Linked DNA regions of Mus musculus: region 1 is linked to region 2. Evidence: chromatin contacts called from public Hi-C data. All regions are on one chromosome and are shown on one strand. The core of a region is the stretch at or near the end of the contact, and the rest is flanking DNA. Distances in the headings are between cores, read along the strand shown. Region 1 overlaps Slit1 (slit guidance ligand 1). Region 2 overlaps Tll2 (tolloid-like 2).

Region 1 (5,377 bases), core at 1,704-4,203, 540 kb after region 2:
TTCCACCATGTGGGTCACAGGGATTGAACTTAAGACACCAGTTTTGGTGGCAAGGGCTTTTGCCTGCTGAACCATTTCACTAGCTTTCTAGGGTGCGCTCTCTCTCTCTCTGTGTGTGTGTCTCTCTCTCTCTCAAATCTTCCTCCTCCTCTTCTTCCTCCCTCTTTCTCCAGCCTGATGTGAAGAAGTCCCTCTGCCAGGTGCTCCCATCTCCATGAAGTTTTGCCCAAGAACCCAGGGACCATGGACTGAACCGTCTGAAACAGTGAGCCCAGAATAAGTAAGTCTCCCTCCTCAGTTGCTTACACGGGGCGTTTCCTGCCACATCATCAAGGAGGAAAGAAACTGACTCGTGTCTACAGATGAAGAATGGCATTAGGAACACATCAATCCTGTTGCATAGGCAACATCAAATCTTGACTCCAACAGAGAATGAAAATTTGTGTGACACACACGAGACAGGCAGAAGTTCAAACGCTGACTTCAATGTTTGATGGTCTCTAAGAACTAGTTATTAAGTTTTTAGACATGCTAACAGTCTTGCAGGTTTTGCTCATTTTGTGTTGTTGAGAGTAGAGCTCGGGCCCCATGCGTGCAAGCCAAGCACTCCGACCCTGAACTATATCCCCAGTCCTTGTGGCTGCAGAGGCCAGAGACAGAGGACAGACAATGGCTGGCATTCCCTTCCAACCAACCAGTTTGGGTGGTGTGAAAAGGGTTGGGGGAGAAAAGCCAGACCGGGCTGGAGTTAAAGCTAGTAATGAGCCACTTGGGACTTTACCACTTCTGCTATGATTTGAAGTCTCCACAGCAAGGGAGCACAGCTCTCCATGGCCAGGAGCACAGCTCTCCACAGTGAGGGAGCACAACATTCCATAGCAAGGGAGTACAGCATTACACAGCAGAGGAATACAGCTCTCCACAGCTAGGGAGCACACACTATAAAGAGAGAGCACAACTCTCCATATCAAGGGAGCACTGCATCCCTCAGCAAGGGAGCACTGCATCCCTCAGCAAGGGAGCACTGCATCCCTCAACAAGGGAGCACTGCATCCCACAGCAAGGGAGCACTGCATCCCTCAGCAAGGGAGCACTGCATCCCTCAGCAAGGGAGCACTGCATCCCTCAGCAAGGGAGCACTGCATCCCTCAGCAAGGGAGCACTGCATCCCTCAGCAAGGGAGCACTGCATCCCTCAGCAAGGGAGCACTGCATCCCTCAGCAAGGGAGCACTGCATCCCTCAGCAAGGGAGCACAGCTCTCCACAGTGACGGAGACTAGATTCAGTGCTTCCTGGTTTCTCTGTTTCCCATCAGACTCAGCATTACCACTCTCCAGATGCACTATTACTTAATGAACTTCTAAGAAAAGAACGTGTTGCTGATTAAATGATATGCCATCCCTGAGAACACAGAGCTGTTAATGTGGAAACACGGCTTTGAATCCAGAGACGCCGTTAACGTTGCCATTAGTAAACTCAAGCTGGCGTTTAGCCAACATCTCTGTGCGCGCTTATGTTGTAAACACCTGTAAATCTCATAACAACTGTATGAAGATGCCCTTGTTTTATGGAGAGTTAAGAGGAAGGCTCAGGGGAGCAAATTAACTTGTCCTAGGGTCACCCAGTCAATGAGAGTCTTCACTGATCTGTGACCCAGGATCATTCAAGAGTCTGTAGACATCTTTCCTTAGTGGGAGGACACCTCACTGTACACAGCAGTCGAGGAGAGGCTGCTACTTAGACCCCAAAGTTGTACCCACACTAGGCCAACCTGCTGGGCGGGGAGAGAGAAATAGGAAGAGGAGAAGCTCACAGTGTCTGGATGGCCCGTAGGGAGGTGAAGGTGCCCTTGGCGAGACTCTGGATCTTGTTGTCATACAGGGAGAGCAGAGAGAGGTTCTGCAGGTCCTGGAAGGCATCAGGCCGGATGCAGTTGATCTTGTTGGCATTTAGAAGCCTGTAGGCAGAGCCAGGCTGGGAGGTGAGAGAGGGGCAAGGCCTGACCCTTCACACGCCCTGCACCATCCTGGTCCTGGACACTGGGGCCCTTAGGGCACACCACAGTGCCTTCTCCATCTTTGTCCACATGGTGAGTCTCCAAGTTGACTGCAGGATAGCATCGGGATAGAGAGGTTCCTCCTGTCCAGGATCCCACAGGGTCCCCATGCACGCACAGGGGTGTTTCAATATAGTATTGTCTAGGTTTAGATTCCTGGCCTGAATTCTCTTGACTCCAGGAGGCAGAGCTGACCTGAGGACCCCTCTAAGAGACAGCCCTGTCCCCAAAGAACACAGGTGACATCCCATGAACCTCTGGGTCCTGATGTCCAGCAAAGAGCTCTGAGAGCCTGCCTCCATCTCCACATGTGACTGCGTAGCCTTTCTTCATGTTCCTGTCTCAGGTGAGTCTTGTACCCCACGTGTGTTGTGAACTGAAGTTCTCAGAAAAAGTCACACCCCATGTTAAAGATTCTACAAGGCTGGTGGCCTGACCAGGACTTCATGATTGAGGAGAGTTAGACTATGGACAATCTAGAGACAAATTCTCTTGGATTGTTCCCACCTTAGTAGCTGCTCTGACACCCTGAGTACTATAAGGTCACAATTTGGGGCTATATTAACAGACCCTTAGCTTCTACCAACCCCAAGCTAAAATTATCAACAGAAACCATCTGAAAGCTGTGGTAGAGAACAGAGTGGGGTGGGAGTGTCTCTGGGAAGCCAGAGGGATGTGGGCCTAAGGATACCCTAAGATCGTTCCTTACAGCAGCTGGAGTGTGTACAGGCCTCCAAATACACCTCGGGGCAGGTCTGTAATCTTGTTGCCATAGAGGACCCTGGAGAAAAGACAGCAGAAGGGGAAGTCAGAGGAGGCATCTTTGCCAAACCGCAGCAGGGCTCTGCAGACCCACAGGCAGCCTCTCCACCAATACGGTTACTACAGCATCTTGCCAGCAGGTGGCAGTAATGAATCTTCAAGCGGCCCATCTCCAGGAGGCAGGAACGTTCCCTCCCCATAGGTTAGATTTCTGCAACTGGGGGGTGTAATTTTGTTCCTGTGTTCACCCCCTCTGCCCTTCCCAACCCCAGTGAACCCCACAGAAGTCTGCAGAGATGCCCTTCAGAAGGACCCCACGAGAAAGTAATTCGGTCTCAGATCCAAAGGAGAAACAGTCTCTCTGGGCAGGAAGGAGGAACATATTTTGAGAGAGACGTGGGGGAAAAAATAGAACGGCAGACAGCACGTGCGATAGGTGGTGGGATTGCAAGTGGTGTATTTTTACACTTTGATATTTGCAAAGTTTCCTGCACTGAGCATGAATGAGTCCTGTGTATAATGAGAGGGCGGGGGGTGGGGGGGCACACAGTATAAAGAAATCACGCGCAGTGAGGAGCGTGCATTTCACTCCTAGTGTAATCAGTCAGAGTGAAAAATCCTGCACGTCGTCTCCTCAGATATGGCTTGGAGAGCCTTCCCAGAGGCCGGCAGAGCAGGGGTAAATCTAGCAGAAATCTAGCCTACGGGGAGGGTACGTTCCTGCCTCCTGGAGATGGGCCTCCTGAGGTAAGGACCACATGGGGACCACATAAGGTGACTTGAATGGGGGAGGAACTAGATGGCAGCCTACAGGAAGACAGCCAGACTCAAGACGTGGTCAGATGCCTGTCCCTCAGCTGTGCTGGAAGCTGCAGGGTAGAGATGGAGAAGAGGGGAAACCTGGGCAGAAAGATGAGGCCAGGGCTGGCTATGGTGGAAACAGACAACATGAGATTCGTGTGTTTGATCCCAGCATGCAGTTTCCTAGAGAGTTGAAAGCTGGCCTTGACCCCAGGAGTGACAGGGATGCATTGAAATGGACCTTTGGTCTCTTCTACACTGACATGAGATCCAATGAGAAGTAACTGTATTCATATCTCACAGGAGAAAAAACAAAACAAAACGAAACCCCTATAGGCTACCCAAGGTCTGATCATCTCCGCGGTGCCAGTGCGTGCTCAGGCTGTCATGCACAGCTGTGGGGGCTGCACACTGCACAACTTCATGTGCACCATCCACAGCCGGCGGTACCTATCATCTTGGACTCTCTCTCCTCCACAAGAAGGCATGCATAGAAGCTGGGAGCTGGGAGCTGGGAGCCTGGAGCCTCCTGTCTTCCCTAACAGTGAGCTGTCCAGTTCATTCTGCTTGCCGGGGCGGCTAGGCCGTGCAATCGTGTGTCTGTGCTACCCAGTGCCTGAGAGCATCGCAGGGCTCTGAACCATCAGGAGCTTGGCCTGCTACAAAGCCCACCAGACTTGGGCGTTCTACTCACAGGGAATTCAAGGAGCGCAGGCCTTGGAAGGCGTCGGGTGCAATCTCTGCAATCTGGTTGTTGCTCAGGTCTCTGCAAGGGGAGCAGAGAGAAGATGGCTGCCCCAAGGCTGCAAACCTGGTCTCCCAACCACATGGGGGAGGGAGGCTCTTAAAAACTAAAAAGGCCAGCTGCCCACTCAGGCAAACACCCACAGGCTACTTTTTCTCCATCCCAGGGCTCTAAGGCCTTTTCACTGGCCTTCCATTGTCACGATAAAGTGACAAGCAGCTTCGAACATGAGCCAGGCTTGAACTTGGTTCCCAGGGCCTCACAGATACTCTGCCACCCCATATCCCAGACAACAGCCCCAGATGCAGGAAGGCCAGGCCGGGTCTGAGTCAAGGTCTGAGCCTAGGTTGTGAGACAGGTCTGGCCCCAGACTCTTCCTCCTGATAGCTGGAGACTGCCAGGAAAGGCCCGCACTCACATCCTGCGCAGCTTTCTGTAGGGAGAGAAGGCTCCGGGTGGGATGGATTTGATACCGTTCAACTCCAGGCGGCTGCAGGGAGAGGAAGATTGTGAGAAGACTGAGGGTCACCCTTAGCAACCAACTACTGGTCCCAGAAACCCCTTCCCCTGTGGGGCCAATGTTTGTTAAGGAGATGGACACATGCTGTGATTTGAGCCCCCAAATCCCAGCTTTCTGTGGCTGAAGGGACCCCATGGTGATGCTACAGTAAGAAACCCACGCTGGCAGCCCCAGCCGACTGGGTTGGGTGTGGACCTTGAAGGGATACCCTCTCCTTCGTGCTTGGGAGCTTTCCAGCCTTGTACAGGGAGCTCGAGAAACCTGGGAAAGCTGGGGTGCTACTTCCCATTGGCGGACAGAACAGCCTGCTTAGCCCTGCACTCACATCTCTGTCATGGTCTCTGGAAGGTTAGCAGGGATGGCAGTGAGGCCCTTGCCACGGCAGTCCACGATGCCGCTGCTACAGCTGCACATGGCTGGGCAGGAACCGGACGAGAGGGTGCAGGCAGGTGCTCCCGCAGCCTCCCCCTGGCCTGCAGAGACAGGAGGTGTG
Region 2 (4,647 bases), core at 1,746-4,245:
GGTTCTCTGGCTCACCCCAGCTCTGCCACAGGCTTTGTGGTTATGCTTCCAGTTCCCTCCTTCTGGCAAAGACACATGAGCCAGATACTGCGATCTGAGGCATCCTACCGTGGCCTCGATGGTCGGAGGAAACCAGGTGTTAAGATTTTCACTCCTTCTGCATGCCACGAAAGGGAAGAACAGTTTTTTTTTGTTTTGTTTTGTTTTTTTTTGTTTTTTTTTTTTTTTGGTTTTTTTTTTTTTTGGTTTTTCAAGACAGGGTTTCTCTGTATAGCCCTGGCTGTCCTGGAACTCACTTTGTAGACCAGGCTGGCCTCGAACTCAGAAATCCACCTGCCTCTGCCTCCCGAGTGCTGGGATTAAAGGCGTGCGCCATCACTGCCCGGCTAAACAGTAATAATCCCACGTCTCACGTGGAGCCCAAAATAAAGCATCTCCGAGCCATCGTTTCTTTGGAACTTCACAGTGCAACACACTTTCTTCTTTCTGTTCTACAAGGGGAAACTGAGGCTTTGGTAAGGACGTGAGGCTGCCTAGCAGGGTGGTTTGTCTGGAAGTCAGTTCTCCTGATGTCAACCCTTCAAGGGAAACCTAGGAAAAGTACCTAAGAAGAGGTGGGGCCAGGCACAGTGGCTCACATCTGTAATCCCAGCATTCAGAAGCTGAGGTGTCAGAATACTCACGAGTCCCAGTGAGGTGCAGGCAAGCCTGAACTACAGTATGACATCCTCCCTCAAAAGATAAAATAATAAAACAAAAAGGAGGTCCAAGGAAGATAGGGGTGGGAGAAGACAGGAAGGATTGGGATTCTTGTCTATCACAGCCAGGAGATGTGGGAGAGGAGGGAAGGGAAGGAGCAGTCTCCCTGATGTGGATATGGGAGGCTGGACATCAAGTGGTACCACAATAAAGAGGCCACACAGAAGGAGCTGCAAGGACCCCCTATCTCTACCAAGGGCTGGTGGCATGTTCCTGGGGACCCAGCCACAGTGTACCAGGCCTAGGGAATACTCCTGTGTCCTTAAGGGTGGTGTGCATCCTTTGAGGGTCCTGAATGGCCTTTTTGAGAAACCATGAAAGCCCCTCCTTATGCTGGATCGCCTCTGTGGCCTGGGTCTGGTTCCATCCAGGATATTTCTCCTCTTTCTGTCCTCACACCTCAGTCTCTTGGGCACCAGCACTCGGGATGGGAGACAACACCTTTGGAGTGCAAGACCTGGGATGCTTCTCTGGCTCACACCTAGGGTGTCAGGCAAGGCTGTAGAGGGTCTGGGGTCTGGGGTCAGACAAGGTTTAGATGCTTAATCTGCCACTCATGTCTAAGAGTGACCCTGAGCCACCTTTCTCAATGCTGGTCAATAATCCAAACCTAAGTGACAGGGTTATCACAGGAACAAAATGATGTCAGGTAAAGCAAGTGGCTTCCACAGGCCCTGGGATGCAATGAGCTCAGTTAATGAGGCTGCCTGGCATGTGTTATTATTAAATCAGGGTTTCACTACGTATACTTAGACCCAGTAAAATCACTAGGCTTTGAAGACTGGCTTCAGTAGGTAAAGTGTTTGCTGTGTAAGTCTGAGGACCTGAGTTCAAATCCCCAGCACCCACATAAATGCCAGGTGTGCATGGCAGGCTGATTGTAATTCTAACATCAGAAGGAGCCTTGAAGCAACCTGACTTAGCTAGGTTAGCCAAAATGAGAGACCTTGTGTCAATAGATAAGGTAGAAAGTGTTTGAGAGAGACTCCTAAGGTCACCCTCAGGCCTTCACATGCACATTCGCATACGTGCGCATGCACGCACACACCCACCCTTCGAAAGAATCACCAATAGCTTCTTTGCAGAAGCCGACTGGAGCCTGATTCTCACAGGGACGAGCCCCACAGGGAGGGCTCTATCAGCAGTTCAAGATGAACAGCCTCCTCCCTGCAGGAGCTTTGCTTGCTGCTAAGGTCTCATACAGGTTTTGGAATTCTTACACCGGGGAAAGCAATAGTTCTTCCATTGAATAAACACAGGAACAGACCGCTAAGCCATACCCTTGAAGAAATTGGCTGCAAAGCCCGCTTTATTGATGGAGCCGTCGGACACAAACTTCACCCACAGTCGGTTAGCGCTGGATTTCACGGCCTCCGGCTTCTCGTAGCCACAGAAGTGGCCAATCAGGGTGCTGTCCTCTGTGGGACCGTCTCGGATTTCCAGATAGTCATATGCACAACTGTCATGCCTTTCGATCTAAAGAGAAAGACGGGGGCCACGTTGGGGACACTGGCTGGCTTGGCTTCAAGGATTTTTAACTCAGAATCAAAACCTAACCATCTCCCTCAAATCTAAGCAGGTTGAGTTCATACCCAGCTTGTCCAGTCTGTCTCTGTTGTAAAAGTCAAGATGAATCAGGCTGAGGAGGCTCTAAGAGAAACAAGGAAGATGGGCTTGAAATGGACTTTTGGCTTCCTGTTCTTAACCAAAAGTGGAAAGTCATCTCTTTGTGTGTGTGTGTGTGTGTGTGTGTGTGTGTGTGTGTGTGTGTGTGTGAGAGAGAGAGAGAGAGAGAGAAGAGAGAGAGAGAGAGTCTCTGTATGTATGTATCTGAGTATATGTCTCTGTGTGTCTGTGTGTCTGTGTCTATGTGTATGGCTCTGTGTGTGTGTCTGTGTGTCTATGTGTATCTGTGTGTGTGTGTGTGTGAGTCTCTGTATGTATGTATCTGAGTATATGTGTCTCTGTGTGTGTGTCAGCGTATCTGTGTCTATGTGTATGGCTCTGTGTATGTGTCTGTCTATGTGTGTCTATGTGTATCTGTCTGTGTCTATTTGTATCTCTCTGTGTGTCTATGTGTGTATGCATCTCTCTCTCCCCCGACCTCTCTCTGTAGGTCAGAGGTAAACAAACCTCAGAAGACACTATTTTGTTTTTTGAGACAGGCTTTCTCACTTCCCCAGAGCACACCAGTTAGGCTAGGCTGGCTGCCAGCAAGCCCCTGGGGTTGCCTGCATGGCCTCTCAACCCTGAGGTTACAAGTATACATGGGGCTTTATGGGTACTTGGGGTCAAACTCAGGCCCTTGTGCCAGCAAGACAAGGAAACACTTCACCCACTGAGCCATCTTCCCCAGGCCCCACCCCCAGTCACTTCCGTTTGTTTTTTGGTTGGTCCAATCTGGCCTAAAACTCACTTTCCTCCTGCCTCGCCCTCCTGAGTGCTGGGGTTACTATAAGACCCTGTCTTTATAGACACCGGGGGAAAGCATCCTAGCAGCGCTCACCTCGAAGGACTGGAAGGTAAGTCCCACATGGAACCCGTCGGGCACTGTGATCCTCCACACACATTCCTTGGAAGGTCTGTAGTCGTCAGGGTAGTTGGGAGACTGAATCTGGCCTGCATCTTTGGTTATGTCTCCCCCACACATGGCTTTAGAGAGAACACAAGACAAGAAAGGGTCTTCCAAACACAGGTGAATGGCTACTTATTGCCACAAGGTGGCTCCAAGAGCCAGCATTTGCCTCTGGGTTTAACAACCCGGGCCTTGAGAGAGTTGAGTTTTTAACTCTGGATAACCGTGTAGCTACGCAGAGAAAATCTGGATTGTCCAAATTTTCAGTGATTCAAGGCAAAGTGGGCTTTGCTATGTTTCCAGTTCAGTTCCTTTCTGAGCCGGGAGGATTAAGACACGCAGAAGCTGCCCCAGGGTGATTTCACAGCCTTTCTCTTACATGGAACGGAACGTCTGCGTAGCACCACGTTTTCTATTTTCTGATGAAGCAAGAATCCAGAGATGTCAGGCCCCCTGCTTACGCTCATTCAGGTGTCCAGAGGCCACTGCCATCTCTACAGGACTCTCTACCCTGATGCCTGATACCCCAGCTGGATTGAGCGGAGAGCTCACTGAGCTTGTGACAGTGACAGAGTTTAGCACACATGGCCTTTGCCTTCCAGGGAAGGAAGCAGGCTGCGCTAAAGGACAGATGCTTGCCAGTGGCCACCTGCCTGACTGCTTTATCAAGAACAAACCTTCATATACAGCAAAGAAGCCTTTGCCCAGGCTGCTGCTGCTGCTACGGAATTCCACCCAGAGCCGGCTGTCCGAGGAGACAAGGGACTCAGGTATCTTATCGCCACAGAACCTCCCTGGAAAGAGAAAGGACAGTCAGGACACTGTGGACATTGGGCTCACCTTACCACAGCCTGAAGGAAAGATAGGAAGTAGGCAATGACCCTCAGAGTGGCAGCTGACCCCGCCACTCCACAGAGGAGCAAATATGGGCTCAAGAATGGTCTATCTGTGAGTCCATGAAGGACAAGTGTGGATTCCAGGCACTCGAAGTACAACACAGAGGGCAGGTACCTTCCCTGCCACACGTGGGTCCTGTGGCATATTTTGTGGGAGTCCCAGCGGTAGAGAGATGATGCTGAGCTATCGGTGACGTTTGTTTATTTGTTTGTTTTGTTTTATTTGCTTGCTTTGCCTGATAATTCTGAAGACACCACACCCTTCCCTTGAGGCACTGGACCCTCTGTTATCCTTGCCTCAGGAAGTAGGGCCAGAGACCAGGAAACCAAAGCTTCCTTGCATTTGAATTAATTCAAGGCCAGATGTAATACTGAAGCTTCAGGGTCGAAGAACAGTGGGCTTCCCAGATGGTGCAG

What was found. A called contact is a pair of places that touch in the nucleus more often than the background predicts.
Region 1: a Hi-C map of B cells shows a contact between it and region 2, with 1.7 times the contacts expected there. The contact joins two enhancer-like sites. A contact is called at or near these places in 1 of 15 datasets of contacts at CTCF or cohesin (large pre-B cells), 7 of 484 Hi-C or Micro-C datasets (B cells, the N1E-115 cell line, bone marrow-derived macrophages and 3 more), 2 of 115 datasets of contacts at active chromatin or transcription factors (astrocytes and embryonic basal ganglia) and 1 of 9 other capture datasets (embryonic stem cells).

What each region holds. Positions count from the first base shown.
Region 1 is chr19:41,644,203-41,649,579 of GRCm38.p6, forward strand. Slit1 (slit guidance ligand 1) reads right to left here. Exons shown (of 37, transcript NM_015748.3): 9 at 5,210-5,357; 10 at 4,783-4,854; 11 at 4,314-4,385; 12 at 2,766-2,837; 13 at 1,814-1,957. Among named protein-coding and RNA genes, the nearest start is that of Gm52407, 43 kb to the left of the region's middle. Within about 2 kb of position 2,954, at least 24 of the 459 cell types and tissues checked have an H3K27ac peak or open chromatin away from gene starts, as enhancers often do. A contact at or near this core is called in B cells, where this site is marked.
Region 2 is chr19:41,101,641-41,106,287 of GRCm38.p6, forward strand. It overlaps Tll2 (tolloid-like 2), which reads right to left. Exons shown (of 21, transcript NM_011904.4): 11 at 4,012-4,128; 12 at 3,266-3,411; 13 at 2,040-2,235. Among named protein-coding and RNA genes, the nearest start is that of Opalin, 27 kb to the left of the region's middle. Within about 2 kb of position 2,996, at least 6 of the 459 cell types and tissues checked have an H3K27ac peak or open chromatin away from gene starts, as enhancers often do. A contact at or near this core is called in B cells, where this site is marked.